2 separate regions of the Callithrix jacchus genome follow, and region 1 is linked to region 2. A link is a contact called in public Hi-C data. All regions are on one chromosome and are shown on one strand. The core of a region is the stretch at or near the end of the contact, and the rest is flanking DNA. Distances in the headings are between cores, read along the strand shown. Region 1 has its middle 150 kb from the start of TRNAI-UAU. Region 2 holds the start of ZFP36L2 (ZFP36 like 2 zinc finger CCCH-type).

Region 1 (6,168 bases), core at 2,699-5,198, 250 kb after region 2:
AATGGAACCTGGAAGCCCACTTGGCCTGGAAACCCCCTTGGGGACAGCTCCTGCTTACACAGAGCCTGCTGGCCAGGCCGCCCAAATTCCCATCCTCTGACAGTCCTCTCCAGCCGCCTCCACCCAGCTCTGCAGCTCAAGTGCAAAACCACAGCTGGGCACTAGCCAAGGGGTCTTGGGTTTCATCACATTCAACTTCCCACACCTCGGCCAGAGACCAGGATCGAATGGGACTGCTAGCCAGAGGGCTGGGCTGGAAGGCAGAGGAGGAGGTGGGGTCTAGTCTTACCCTCACTTCCTATCCATGGAAAAGGACACCCTCTCTTAGGCCTCAGTTTCCCCTCTATGTAATGGGACAGGACTCCATAGGGCTGGACCAGATGCCAAGGATGCAGGAAAGGAAGGCATCAGAGGCCAAGGCATGGAAGGAGCTTCCAGAACTTCACTGTCCAGTATGGTAGCCTCAAGCCCCTCATAGCCATTTAAATTTAAAGGAAAGAAAATTCACATTTTGGTTCCTCAGTCACTCCAGTCAATTTTTTTGGAGACAGAGTCCACCCAGGCTGGAGTACAGTACCACGATCTCAGCTTACTGCAACCTCTGCCTCCCAGATTCAAGCAATCCTCCCACCTCAGCCTCCTTAGTAGCTGGGATTACAGGTACGTGCCACCTCACCTGGCTTTTTTTTTTTTTTTTTTGCATTTTTAGTAGAGACTGGGTTTTACCATATAGGCCAGGCTGGTCTTGAACTTCTGACTTCAAGTGATCCACTAGCTTTGGCCTCCCAAAGTGCTGGGATTACAGGTGTGAGCCACTAAGCCTGGCCTCCATGTGGCTAATGGTCACTGTGTTGAATAGCACAGATACAGAACATCTCCATCAATACATGAAGTCCTATTGAGGCGCATGCCCTGGCTGGGAAAGACCAGGTGCTGGGACATTGGTAGCTTTACTATCCTGGGGTGGGCAGCTGGGGCAGGGGACTGTGGACAAGAAACATTGGAGACATACTCTCAGTCCTCTCCCCACCTCATGACTGACGAGGTAGACCTGCCATAAAGGGAGCCAGGAGCCTGACACCCAGTAGGGGTGTGGACACTCCAGAGGCAGCTTCCATCCTGACTCCTAGAGTGGAAAGCAGGCTTCCCTGGTCTCCAGCTGAGTGGCACCAGGGGAAGCCTCAGAGAGGGAGGATGTGGCCAAAGCAGGTGCTCTTCCTAGCAAAGGGCTCCCTGGGAGCCACTCCCAAATGGGAAGCATCAGCCCTCCCCTGGCCTCACCTCTGGACAAATTCCCTGAAGGCTTGGGAGCACTTGCATGTGCCAGCACAAAGGTCCTCAGACTTCAGCTTGCACGGGAATCCCTGGAAGCTTGCGAAGGCACAGCTAACTAAGTACAAATGGAAACATGCTCACCTCCACCGTCTATGCGGCAGACTGAAATAGGGGTATCTGGGTTCTGTTCAGCATAGGGCTCATTATTGTGTGGGCCTGTCTGGGTGAAATCATTCAAAGATATTAGGTTGGTTTCATCTGGGCATCTTAGAAAGGAATGCAGCAGAGAGAGTGATATGGCAGACCTCAGGAGAAACCAGTGTGGGGAGAGGAAAGAAAGGGGTGAAAGCGCGGGATGGAGGAGAGGGAGGGAGGAGGGAAGAGAGGAGTAGGGGAGCCCACTCCTGGTCTCCTGCTGACCTTGTTCTTCCTACCCATCTTTTCACCTCCTCCGCACAGCCACCTTACAAGTTGGCAAATGTCTGGCTCCGAGAGGTTACCCAACCTTGCAGCAGACACACGGTCCCTAGGGAGTCAGGCCGGACTCTGTTTCCTCTTCCTTTTCTCCCTCCAACTCTGAGTATTTTCAAATGAAATAAGCCTGGGAAGCAGGGAAGGCTCAGAGCTGTGAATACATTTTTTTGTTTTCAGGGCTCATTGGGCTTTGACAGGAAGCTTGGCTGAGTGCGGGCGGGCGTCTGAGCCCTCTCTCAATGGTGCTTTTTAGGCAGGCCTTTATACAGAATGTAAAGAGGTGCAGTTATAAATATCAGCGGGTCTCGGTGGCCCACTTTGTCCCTCAGCCCCACGCCCAGCTGGGATGCCGTGGGACTTCCCGCTTGCCCTCCTCCCCCAGCCCCTCCAGCCAGCACCACCCTCAGTGCTTCTGGGAAGGGTGGGAACTGCCATGCACCTTGGGCTGGGAAACTAAAGGGCTGTGAAACCCAAAAGTGAATTTTTCCTTCTTCAGGAGAAAGGCTGTTTTCAGTGTCAGGAAACACATAATCCTACAGCCAGCTGTGAAGAGTCCAGAATGCCCCTCATTTTACAGGGGAGGGACTTGAGGCTCCCCACTGGAAAGCTTATCAACATCCTGACCTCAGAGCTCACCCTCCCGCACTGGCAGGGAAAGTCCCACCTTTCACTTTGTTACCCCCACCCGCCTCCCAAGGCACCCACAGCATAGTCATGGTCACTCTTTGGACTGTCTGTACTATAAGTGCTCCTCCAGCTCTGTTCCACTGTCCCTCCACAGATTCCCTGGAGGAGGCAGGTGAGACACGGTCCCACTTTACAGATGGCCAAAGGGATGAGTGACTACACAGCTCATTCGGGAGAGCTGCCTGGCCCCACCTCCTGATAACCAGACTGTGCCCCCAGGCCTCCTCCCACCCCACAGGCCCCTGCCTGCTCCCTGAGGCCCAGGATCACAGTTGATTTAGAATTTCCTGCCCTTCTGACAATCTGTGTGGACAAAACAGGCTTTCTTTAAACCACTTCGGAGGGCATCTCCTCCAGCCCCTTCCTCTGCCTTCATTAAATGCCCTGTCTGAAGCAGGATAAATCTTCAGTGATTAGAAACATGCTCCTGGTTCCTGTCCCTGCCCCGATGGGAAGCGTGTTTCTCAAAGGGTTAATTAACAGCCTTCACACAGGCCGCATTTAGCAACGAACACAAAGCCACACACATAAATAACGTCTGGGGCGGAAGAAGAGGGTGCAGATGGTTTGTGACTTTGCCGTCCTGAGTTTTCTAAACCGGTGTGAACCACGTCCTGTCGGGACCAGGACCATGAGTCAGGATCAGGCTTCAAGGTGGGCCAGGCCAGAGGCGCTAGTGGCCAGCTTGGTGCTCTTTGAAAGCAAGCCCTAAAGGAAAACAGAGTGTGGAGCCAAGATGTGGCGGGGGAGGGAGGAGGAGGGCCTGCTGACTGACCTGGAGAGAAAGGACCCAAAGATGCCAATGGCAAGAACCAAGCAGGAGCCGAAAGACCTTGAGTCCCTGCTCCCTGCAAAGTGGTGCTGAATTTACCAGGGGTGGCCTCCACCTGGAAATTGACCCTGGGTGTAGGGTCCCGCTCTAGCCCTGTAGTGAGTGATGGCAAGACATCCCCAGCCGAAGAGGAATTGTATGGGGCTAAGGAAAGGATCTCAGGAAGGATAGCCCTGAGGAAGCCTGGAAAGTTCTGGAAGTGGCACAGTGGCACCTGCAGTGTTCCACCTCATCCCTGTTCCTCTACACAGCCTTCAGCTCCCCCAGGGGCTCGCATGCCCCTTCCCAAAGCTACAGGAGCACATCTGAAGTCTCATGACGAATGGCAACGGGAACACAGGATCCCCTTGATAGAGAGCAACACTGTTGGGCGGGATGCCTGAAGCCAAAGAGGGAAACGGAAGTCAAGAAGCAGAGGGGGCGCGGCAGATGCACACTGGACAACCCCAAACGCGCCATGGGAATGTGGAGAGGAGAAATGCGACTGGAAAGCGAGCTGTCAGCATTCAGCTGCCCACCATTCTCTTTACCTTTACCAGTTTGCCCTCCTCAGCCCTAAGGGGTCCTCCCCTACTCAGAGATGCCCTCACAGTGCTCACTCAGACCCTCTCCTTCTGGGAGCCACAAGGCGGGATGTGGGGAGAGGGACAGTGAGTCCTGAATGGATTTCTGCCCTGGGAATGAGGGCGCCCTGGTGGCCACGAGAGGCCCTGCCACAGCACAACCTGGGGGGCCATCCTGACCCAGGACTGAACCAGCCTGGGCGTATCAGGCCATGCCTGTCTCCCTGTGCCAGGCTCAGCACCCTGGGGATGAGGGCGCAAATTTAAAAACGGGGCCGACGACACAGGCCTAACAGCAGGCCCTGTGTCCAGGAGTGGCGGGTTTTGCCCAAGTAATTTTCCACAGTTTGGCTTTTTCTCCACACACACACTTACTCACAGAGTTCAGATGGTGGCTGGTCCTCCAGAGGGTTACTCTGGGTCACTCACCTGCTCAGTGACCCCACCTGCATTGATTTCTGCCGCCATCACTGAGCTGCCTCTAGCTTGCTTATCTGAAAGCCCTGTGTCCATCTCAGGGCTACAGTCCCTCTAGCCCCCAGAGTCCCCCCGCTTCACCCCATCAGGGAGGGCCTGGATCTTGGGTGGTTATGGGAACCCCAAATGCACCATCATCGCCGGGCTGGGGCCAACATTTCTGTTTTCTCAGAAGGATCAAAGCCCCTTTCCTAGCCCTGCCAGGAGGAAGCAGTTTTGACTCGTGCAAATATCTGCAGTCCATTTGGGATTTTACTTTGGTGAGAAATAAATACACAGCCATCTGCAGATGATGGAAATATGACTTAAGTAACTTTTTGGTCAAGGCTCCTGGGCCAGAGCCCAGATGGAAATAAGACCTTGTATCTCAGTCTCACTTGCACACTTCCAGAAAAAAGAAAAGGCTGGGGGAAAATGTTGGTGGAAACTGAAGTTCCAAATGGAGTGTGCTATATTTCTTGGCCTGGGAAAGGAAAAATAAACATCAAACAGCGACTCCATTCAAGTGCGCGTTATCTTGCTCATCCTCGCCAAGAACTCACCCTCCTCCCTTCTTTGACCGGGAATTGCTGTGCCTACTAACGGCCCCCACGCCCACTCCTAACCCAGGGCAGGCAAACAATGGGCCAGAAAACCCCGCTCAGCCAAGACCTTTCCCTGCAGCCCCCAGAGGCCATACGATTGGGAAACACAGGCTATTTTTAATGTGTTATTTGTCTACCAACTGCGGCTCCACGAGCCTGAGCAACAGTATCATCTGTGGGAGGTACCATTGATATTTTTTTGTTTTAACTTGCTCAGACAAAGCCACATTTTTGCAGCTTTCAGAAAAGCCACAAAAGCAACACTCTGCAAGGCTGACCTCTTCCCTGGCTTGCCCTTCTGCCCTCCAGGGAGTTCTCTCTGGGTGTGGCTGGGAAGTAGCCCCTGGTTGCTCTGTGCTGGTCAACACCAAGCATGCAGCCCCAAATCCAGAGGGCCCAAGAGAGCCCTCCTTTTGGAGGGAAGACAAAACAGGGAAGGGTGAGGGGGGCAGAGAGAGGATCCAAGGAGAGGGGTAGTGTCTCCATCTGGTGGGGGAGGAACAAACCCTATTCTGGGGGTCCCAGTGTGATGGGAGCAATGGGGCATCCCTAATAGTAGAGTGAGAGAAGTCACACACACAGAAATGGCTTTGTGATAGCCGTCCATCTCCCCAAGTCCATGGGTTCTGATGCTCTGTGCAGCAGGTGCACCCAGAGGCAGATAGAGGGCTGAGAGGGTGCTGGTCAGGTGCGTCTGCCCAGGCTGGGGCTGAAAGGATCCAGCTGGCAGCGGTGGCTCACACCTGTAATCCCAGTACTATGGGAGGCCAAGGCATGAGTCCAGGAGTCTGAGACCAGCCTGGACAACACAGTGAGATCTCTGTTTCTACAAAAAATTTTAAAAATTAGCTGGGTGTAGTGCTGTGCACCTGTGGTCCCAGCTATTTGGGAGACTGAGGTGGGAGGATTGCTTTAGCCCAGGAGGTCGAAGCTACAGTGAGCCTGTTTGTGCCACTGCACTCCAGCCTGAGTGACAGAGCAAGACCCTTGGGAGAGAGAAAGAGAGAGGAGACAGAAACAGACACACACACAGAGAGATGCAGAAACATAAAGTGAGAAGGGAGAAAGGAAAAGATGTAGAGAGTAAGCAGAGATGGAAGACAGAAAGGAAGGAAGAGGGAGGAGGCTCTTCTCTGTTGACCCCATTCCCCGCCACGACCATCAGGACAGATGGAAGAGTGACTGCTCGAGAGGACCAGAATGAGGGACCCCCACCCCAGAGTGAGCCGTTTCCTTTCTCCACCAACACCATGCCCTTGACCTTGGGGCTGAGAGG
Region 2 (6,916 bases), core at 3,203-5,702:
CCCTCTGTCAGGTGGGGGAGGGGACCCCCGCCTGCATCTGGCAGGGCACTGCTTGGTCTGGACTGGGGCTTGTCATCATTCCCTGTAAGACTGAATTTCAGCGTTTTCATCTGATTTAGGTGGAAGAAGACTACCTGTTTGAAAAAGAAGCAGTCAACTTTTGGGCTGAGACCCTGATCTTTGTGAAATACCTCTGCAAGCACCTCTTCTCTCTCCTCTCCACGTCTGGCTGGCGTCCCCCAAGCCCTGAGTTGCTCTGTCACCTTCAAAGGATGGTGTCAGAGCAGTGCCACCTCCTGTCTCAGCTCTTCAGAGAGCTTCCACCAGCAGCTGAGTTTGTGAAGACAGTAGAATTTACAAGACTCTGCATTCAAAAGGAAAGGACTTCGGCTTGCTTGAGGCTGCTGGCCTTTCTGGAAGGAAAGGAAGGGGAAGACACACTAGTTCTCAGTGTTTTGGACTCTCCTGCAGAAGTGAGGCAGTTAACTCTTTCAAAAACAGAAGCAGCATGTTGAAGAAAGAAAATTGGGGGGACTGGATTGGGCCTATGTGTGGATTATTCCTCCACTAAATCTGCAGGAAACATGTTGAATGTAAATTGAAAAAATGTTATCCCCTTCATGCCTCCCCTACTTCTGTGAGTCCAGCTTTCTGTCGCTTCTTACAGAGAAACTTTTCTTCAGTTTACTCATTCAGGGAAGCCCATTTTATTGCTACTGTAGGAAGTGAGGCGACTCATGTGCAGATTTACTCTGTCCCCAGCCCCTGCAGGCCTGAATGAGCCTTTTTCATCCCCCAGGCCTCCAATGTCCTGCCATAGCTGCCCCGCATTCTCTGTGAAGGGACTACATTTTAGCACACACATGATGCCTCCCCCCTCCCCTTTTCTGGCTCTATTTAGGGGATGGATTAGTTGGCAAACAGCCCTTTTGGTCAGATTTATAAATTTTGTTCCATTTTAGCAAAGCAGAAACATGTTCCAAATGTGGATCCTGGGAGAATTCAGGATCAACCTTATACAAATAATTTATTTTTATTGTCTGTATGTGTAAGTCCTGCAGTGACCTACACATTCCATCCTCATTATTAAAAGAGCCATTGAGAGCTCCCCCTAGCCCCAAAAAGTATGCTAGTGCTAGGAAACCTGATTTTGCTACCCAGTGAAAGTCTATCCATGCTCTCAGCTGTGAGGAGCCTGGGGAAAGGACAGCCAGAGAAAATGACTCATTCCATGTCTACATTGTTTACTTATCATTTGCTTGGTGGCAGTAACAAGATTCTCACTTAAGATGCCATTAAACACATTTATCCTTTGCAGTGATTAAATCTAGAAACCTTAATGTTTCTGCCTTTTCAAGCCCAGCCCAGCCCTTTTCCTAACACACCCAGCAGGTGGCGCTCTTGCATACGTTTTGCTGCTGGTCCAGTTTTTCATTGGCTCACCATTTTTAATTTATAGTTTCAGAATAAGCGTTACCCAGAATAACTCAGAATAAGTTATCTTGAGAATCACAGTTTGGATGGGTCGTAGCCTCATCCACATTCATTTTCCATCCTACTGATCTGAAAAAAAAACCATTTCAATCATAATATATAAAGTTGCTCCAGATTTTAGAGTCTGTAAAAAAAATTTCCAATACTCAGGTGAATGATAACATAGAGTAATTTCATTGACATTTCAGAGTCTGAAGGGGCAGGTTAGAGAGAGTTTACGATCATTTCCTACTGCAGAAAAGTTCATATTTCAAATGTAATTCATCTCTTTTTGAGAGAAAACCATCTAACACTAAAAACGCAGTTTGTAAGCCAGGAATGGTGGTGCACACTTGTAATCTCAGCTACTCAGGAGGCTGAGGTGGGAGGATCGCCCAGGAGTTCATGCCTGTGAAATGCCACTACACTCCAGCCTAACACAGAAAAACCCCTTCACTAAAAGAAAGAGGAATTTAAGAACAAAAAAGCAGCCGTACTGGAAGTATAGGAAAAGGGCTTTGGTGGAAGAGACAGGAAGGCAGCTCAGTGTCCAAAGTTTTGTCCTAAACAGAAGAGGAAATTCCCTGGGTGGCTTTGCAACCACTTGGCCCCAAATTTGGTTTTTGTGATCCTGAACTAATTACCTAGTTAGGCAGCTGTGTAGCCCACACCTGATGGAAAGTTGCCAACCTAACACTTACTGTTCTAAGACCTGGCTGGTGAGAAGTCAGAGACTTGGTGGCATAAATGTGGTGATAACCACAGGAGAATAGGAGAATTATGGAACTGGCCCAACAAATCCCAGCACATTGGAAATGGCCAGCACTTCTTGTTTCTCCATTTAAAATGAAATAAAAGCAGCTACATCATGAATTTTATACTAGCAGGTACTCTGTACACAAGCATGTCCCATAACACGTCCACATACTACCTCCAGAATCCTACCTCATCCACAAAGTCACCGGTGTTCTCACAGCTGTTGACTGGGACTCACCCCAGATTTGGACATTGATTCAAACAGATGCTTCACTGGTTCTGTATCTGAAATCTTGTTACTAACCTAATGGAAGTGCCTAGGGAAGTGGCTGTTTCACACCATTTGGTGAGATGTTTGGGGTCATCTCGCCAGAGAACAAACCAGACCACAGTTGCCAGGTCTGTCAAGGGGCCAGTGTAAGGTAGGCGCTAAAAGTGAAACTGGTACTCTCGGTGCTGAGTCCTAAGGTTCAGGATTTGGGTGCCCCCAGAGCTCTGCACTCATGACTGGCTCCATCCATCTGGCCATAGTTCAAAAGCCTGGCTTTCTCCACCTCTATGCATTGTCAATTTGGTTTAATACATAAAGATGGTTTAGTCCTTGTTTGTCTTTTAAACACCTTCACAGACACCATTTGCACTTTCACAGGCGTGAGAGATGAGTCAAGCAGGAATATGATCTTCGTTTGACAAGAAACCCAAGTACCAAAGAGATGATGCGATGTGCGTAAGACCACATGATTTCTAAGGGGCAGGGCCTGAACTCCAGCCCAGCATTCCTGATCCTTACCCTGGACTCTGGCTCCCTGGGCCGTCAGGGGAGTACAGTAATGGGAAATGCAGGCTAAACTCCAGGGACTCGAATCTCTGAGTCGCAGGCCTAGTTCTTTCCCTATAGGGTCCTGGACCTTCCAACTTCAGGCCCAAGCTTTTTGGCAACCTGTATGAACGCGAAGCGATAAGTGTCCTAGACCAGACTCCAGATCTTTCTGAGTGGGGCTGTCAGCGGCTTTAGCCTCACCGGGCACTAGATGGGGGTGTCTGCTCTATACCCGGACGAGGGCGGGGCGCCCGCTGGCAAAGCGCATTTTCCAGCGCAAGCTGTTGGGGTGTGGGGCTGGCGAAATAGGGAAAACAGAGGGGGGCGCGCCCACCATCTGCGTCCATGCAGCCCCCCAGGACCCTGCAGCCCTCATCCAGCGAAGGCTGGACGCGGCGCCCCCACGGCCGAGGAGGGAAGAGGCTGGGAGGGCGCAACAGGCCCAGGCTATGCCGGGCGGGGAGCTTCGGCGGGCAGCTGCACCCCCAGCCCTGGAGGGCCGGGGAAGGCCGAGCCGACCAGCAGACGGAAAGGGTGGTGCTAAGTCGCCTCCATGCCCGCGCGCTCTCCCGGCTCTTCCTCCTGTCCTCGGAGTCAGCTCCCCCGCCCGGGACGCCCCGCGCCACTCCGCGCCTTTGGCCCTGGCTCAAGGTCTTGTGATGTGATTAGCAAAGCCAGCGCCTTGTCCTCAGACACTCAGCCCAGCCCGTCAGGCCCCGGCGCTCAAGCCCTGTTTACTGAGCCTGGGCGGGGAGAGGGCGGAGAAACGAGCCCGGGCTCCTCGGGCGAGACTGCCGCGGCGGCCGCCCGCGTGGCTGTCCCCACCCCCACCGCGACTCCACGTGCAGTCGGGCTGGAGCCGCCACTGATGGACTGCAGGCCCCGAGCCCTCGCCTCCTGGCCGGAGCACCCTTTGCAAACACGCCGGGCTGCGCGGACGGTTGCGATATTCTGGCATTTTGCAATTCCCGCGCCTAGCACAAAAGCGAAGGTGGGAGCTAAAAGCTCCACAGGTCCGCCTCGGAGAACAGGGAAGGGAAAGACACATCCGGGGCTGCAGAATCCCGGCCACGCTAAACGCACCGGGGCTCTCCAACCGCTCAGCCCCCGAAGAGGAGAGCCGTGCCTTCCCGCCGCCACCCGGCGGCACCCACTGGGACCAAGCGCTGCACGCTGCTCCGGCCGCCGGCCCCGCCCCGAGGCCTCCCACCCCCTCCCCCAGAGGAAAAAAAATTGGCGGCGACCAATGGGAGGCCGAGAGGCGCCTGACGTCCACCAGCCGGCGGGCGGCGTTGCCTGGAGACCCCGGCGGGGGCTGCGTTCTGTCCCCTCCCCCGGCGTGCCCGCCCAGCGGCAGCCGCAGTTCCCCGGGCTCTATATAGGACGCGCGCTTGCGGGCCGCCGAGTTCCAGCAGTCCGCGAGCTGCCGTCGGCTCCGCGGGGGGGGCGGGCCGGGCACCCCGGGGCGCGGAGGAGCGCTCCTAGCTTCTCTCCTTCCCCCCAGCCGCACTCTGCCGGACCCTCCCGCCGGCCCGCGCCGCTGCCCTCGCCCTCTCCTCTCGCCCCCCGGCAAACTTTCGGCTTCTCTCCGCCCCTCGCCCGTTATTCGTCGTGGCTCTAGCCCGGCCACGCCGCCCCGAGGGCTCCTCCCGACCGCCCTGCCTGCCGCTCCGGCCACTGCGGGATCCAGAAACATGTCGACCACACTTCTGTCCGCCTTCTACGATGTCGACTTCTTGTGCAAGGTACGAAAGGGAGCGGGCCGGGCCGGCAGCCGCCGTTCAGTTCTCGGACTTTGCCTCTGTCCCCCGGTCCTGGGGGACCCCCCCCTCCCGCCCTACCTTTCTGGTCGGGAAAGTCCCAGGGTTTGCAAAAGAGTGTGCGAGCGCCCTGGAGGCGGGGAGAGCGGCAGGGAGGGCGCCGCTGTCGCTTTGAGTTTCTCCACTGCGGACCGCAGCCACGCTGCCCGGGGCTTCCCGGACCGGCTTCGCGCCGCCCACCTCGGCCGCCCGGGGCGAAGGATCACGTGTCGAAACCCAGCGCGGCCCGCGGTGGGCGTCCTCCCCTCTCCCGCTCCTTCCAGCGCGATCTTGCTCCTTTTGCGCGTGTATGGGTGGAGGGTGGAGGCCGAGTCGAGATCCGCCAAGAGGGAGGCAAAAAAGAGGAAAGAATCAGGCTGGGAGTTCCTCTGCAGCTCGCCCGGAGTCTGTCTTCCCCTTCGTTTTTCATCCCTTCCCCGCTCCCCTCCCTTTGGCAGACGGAGAAATCCCTGGCCAACCTCAACCTGAACAACATGCTGGACAAGAAAGCGGTGGGGACGCCCGTGGCCGCCGCCCCCAGCTCGGGCTTCGCGCCGGGCTTCCTCCGACGGCACTCGGCCAGCAACCTGCATGCACTCGTCCACCCTGCGCCCAGCCCCGGCAGCTGCTCGCCCAAGTTCCCCGGCGCTGCTAATGGCAGCAGCTGCGGCAGCGCGGCGGCCGGGGCCCCGGCCTCCTACGGCGCCCTTAAGGAGCCGTCGGGGGGCGGCGGCACAGCCCTGCTCAACAAGGAGAACAAATTCCGGGACCGCTCGTTCAGCGAGAACGGCGACCGCAGCCAGCACCTCCTGCACCTGCAGCAGCAGCAGAAGGGGGGCGGCGGCTCCCAGATCAACTCCACGCGCTACAAGACCGAGCTGTGCCGGCCCTTCGAGGAGAGCGGCACGTGCAAGTACGGGGAGAAGTGCCAGTTTGCGCACGGCTTCCACGAGCTGCGCAGTCTGACTCGCCACCCGAAGTACAAGACCGAGCTGTGCCGCACTTTCCACACCATCGGCTTCTGCCCCTACGGGCCGCGCTGCCATTTCATCCACAACGCAGACGAGCGGCGGCCCGCGCCGTCGGGGGGCGCCTCCGGGGACCTGCGCGCCTTCGGCACGCGGGACGCGCTGCACCTGGGCTTCCCGCGGGAGCCGCGGCCCAAGCTGCACCACAGCCTCAGCTTCTCAGGCTTCCCGTCGGGCCACCACCAGCCCCCGGGCGGCCTCGAGTCGCCGTTGCTGCTAGACAGCCCTACGTCGCGCACACCGCCGCCGCCCTCCTGCTCCTCGGCCTCGTCTTGCTCCTCCTCCGCCTCCTCCTGTTCCTCGGCCTCTGCGGCCTCCACGCCCTCGGGCGCCCCGACGTGTTGCGCCTCCGCGGCGGCTGCAGCTGCGGCCGCTCTGCTCTACGGCACCGGGGGCGCCGAGGACCTGCTGGCACCGGGGCCCCCTTGCGCAGCCTGTTCGTCCACCTCCTGCGCCAACAACGCCTTCGCCTTCGGCCCGGAGCTCAGCAGCCTCATCACGCCTCTCGCCATCCAGACCCACAACTTCGCCGCCGTGGCCGCCGCCGCCTACTACCGCAGTCAGCAGCAGCAGCAGCAGCAGCAGCAGCAGGGCCTGGCGCCCCCCGCGCAGCCTCCGGCGCCGCCCAGCGCGCCCCTCCCCGCCGGGGCCGTCGCGCCTCCCTCGCCGCCCTTCAGCTTCCAGCTGCCGCGCCGCCTGTCCGATTCGCCCGTGTTCGACGCGCCTCCCAGCCCCCCGGACTCGCTGTCGGACCGCGACAGCTACCTGAGCGGCTCCCTGAGCTCCGGCAGCCTCAGCGGCTCCGAGTCCCCCAGCCTCGACCCCGGCCGCCGGCTGCCCATCTTCAGCCGCCTCTCCATCTCCGACGACTGAGGCAAGAGGGCGCCAGTGAGGAGGAAGGAAGGGAAGGCGGCTCAGAGATGTTGGAGGACACCCCTCGCCATCTCGTCCCTGCTGGGCACGGGATTGTGGGGGGTGACATGGGCCCCAGGCAGACTGCAAGCCCGACCAGCACTTGGACTCGAACTCTGTGCTGGGAG

The links. A called contact is a pair of places that touch in the nucleus more often than the background predicts.
Region 1: a Hi-C map of induced pluripotent stem cells shows a contact between it and region 2, with 4 times the contacts expected there. The contact joins the enhancer-like site here to the promoter of ZFP36L2 in region 2. A contact is called at or near these places in 2 of 3 Hi-C or Micro-C datasets (induced pluripotent stem cells and skeletal muscle).

The regions. Positions count from the first base shown.
Region 1 is chr14:71,875,418-71,881,585 of calJac240_pri, forward strand. No RefSeq gene overlaps it. Among named protein-coding and RNA genes, the nearest start is that of TRNAI-UAU, 150 kb to the right of the region's middle. Within about 2 kb of position 3,949, at least 5 of the 16 cell types and tissues checked have an H3K27ac peak or open chromatin away from gene starts, as enhancers often do.
Region 2 is chr14:71,624,032-71,630,947 of calJac240_pri, forward strand. ZFP36L2 (ZFP36 like 2 zinc finger CCCH-type) reads left to right here and starts at 4,453. Exons shown (of 2, transcript XM_035272687.3): 1 at 4,453-4,794; 2 at 5,307-6,916. The coding sequence starts at 4,744. The coding sequence ends at 6,749. It overlaps THADA (THADA armadillo repeat containing), which reads left to right. Exons shown (of 38, transcript XM_035272686.3): 38 at 120-2,346. The coding sequence ends at 515. LOC128929637 (a long non-coding RNA gene) reads right to left here and starts at 245. Exons shown (of 4, transcript XR_013526639.1): 1 at 192-245.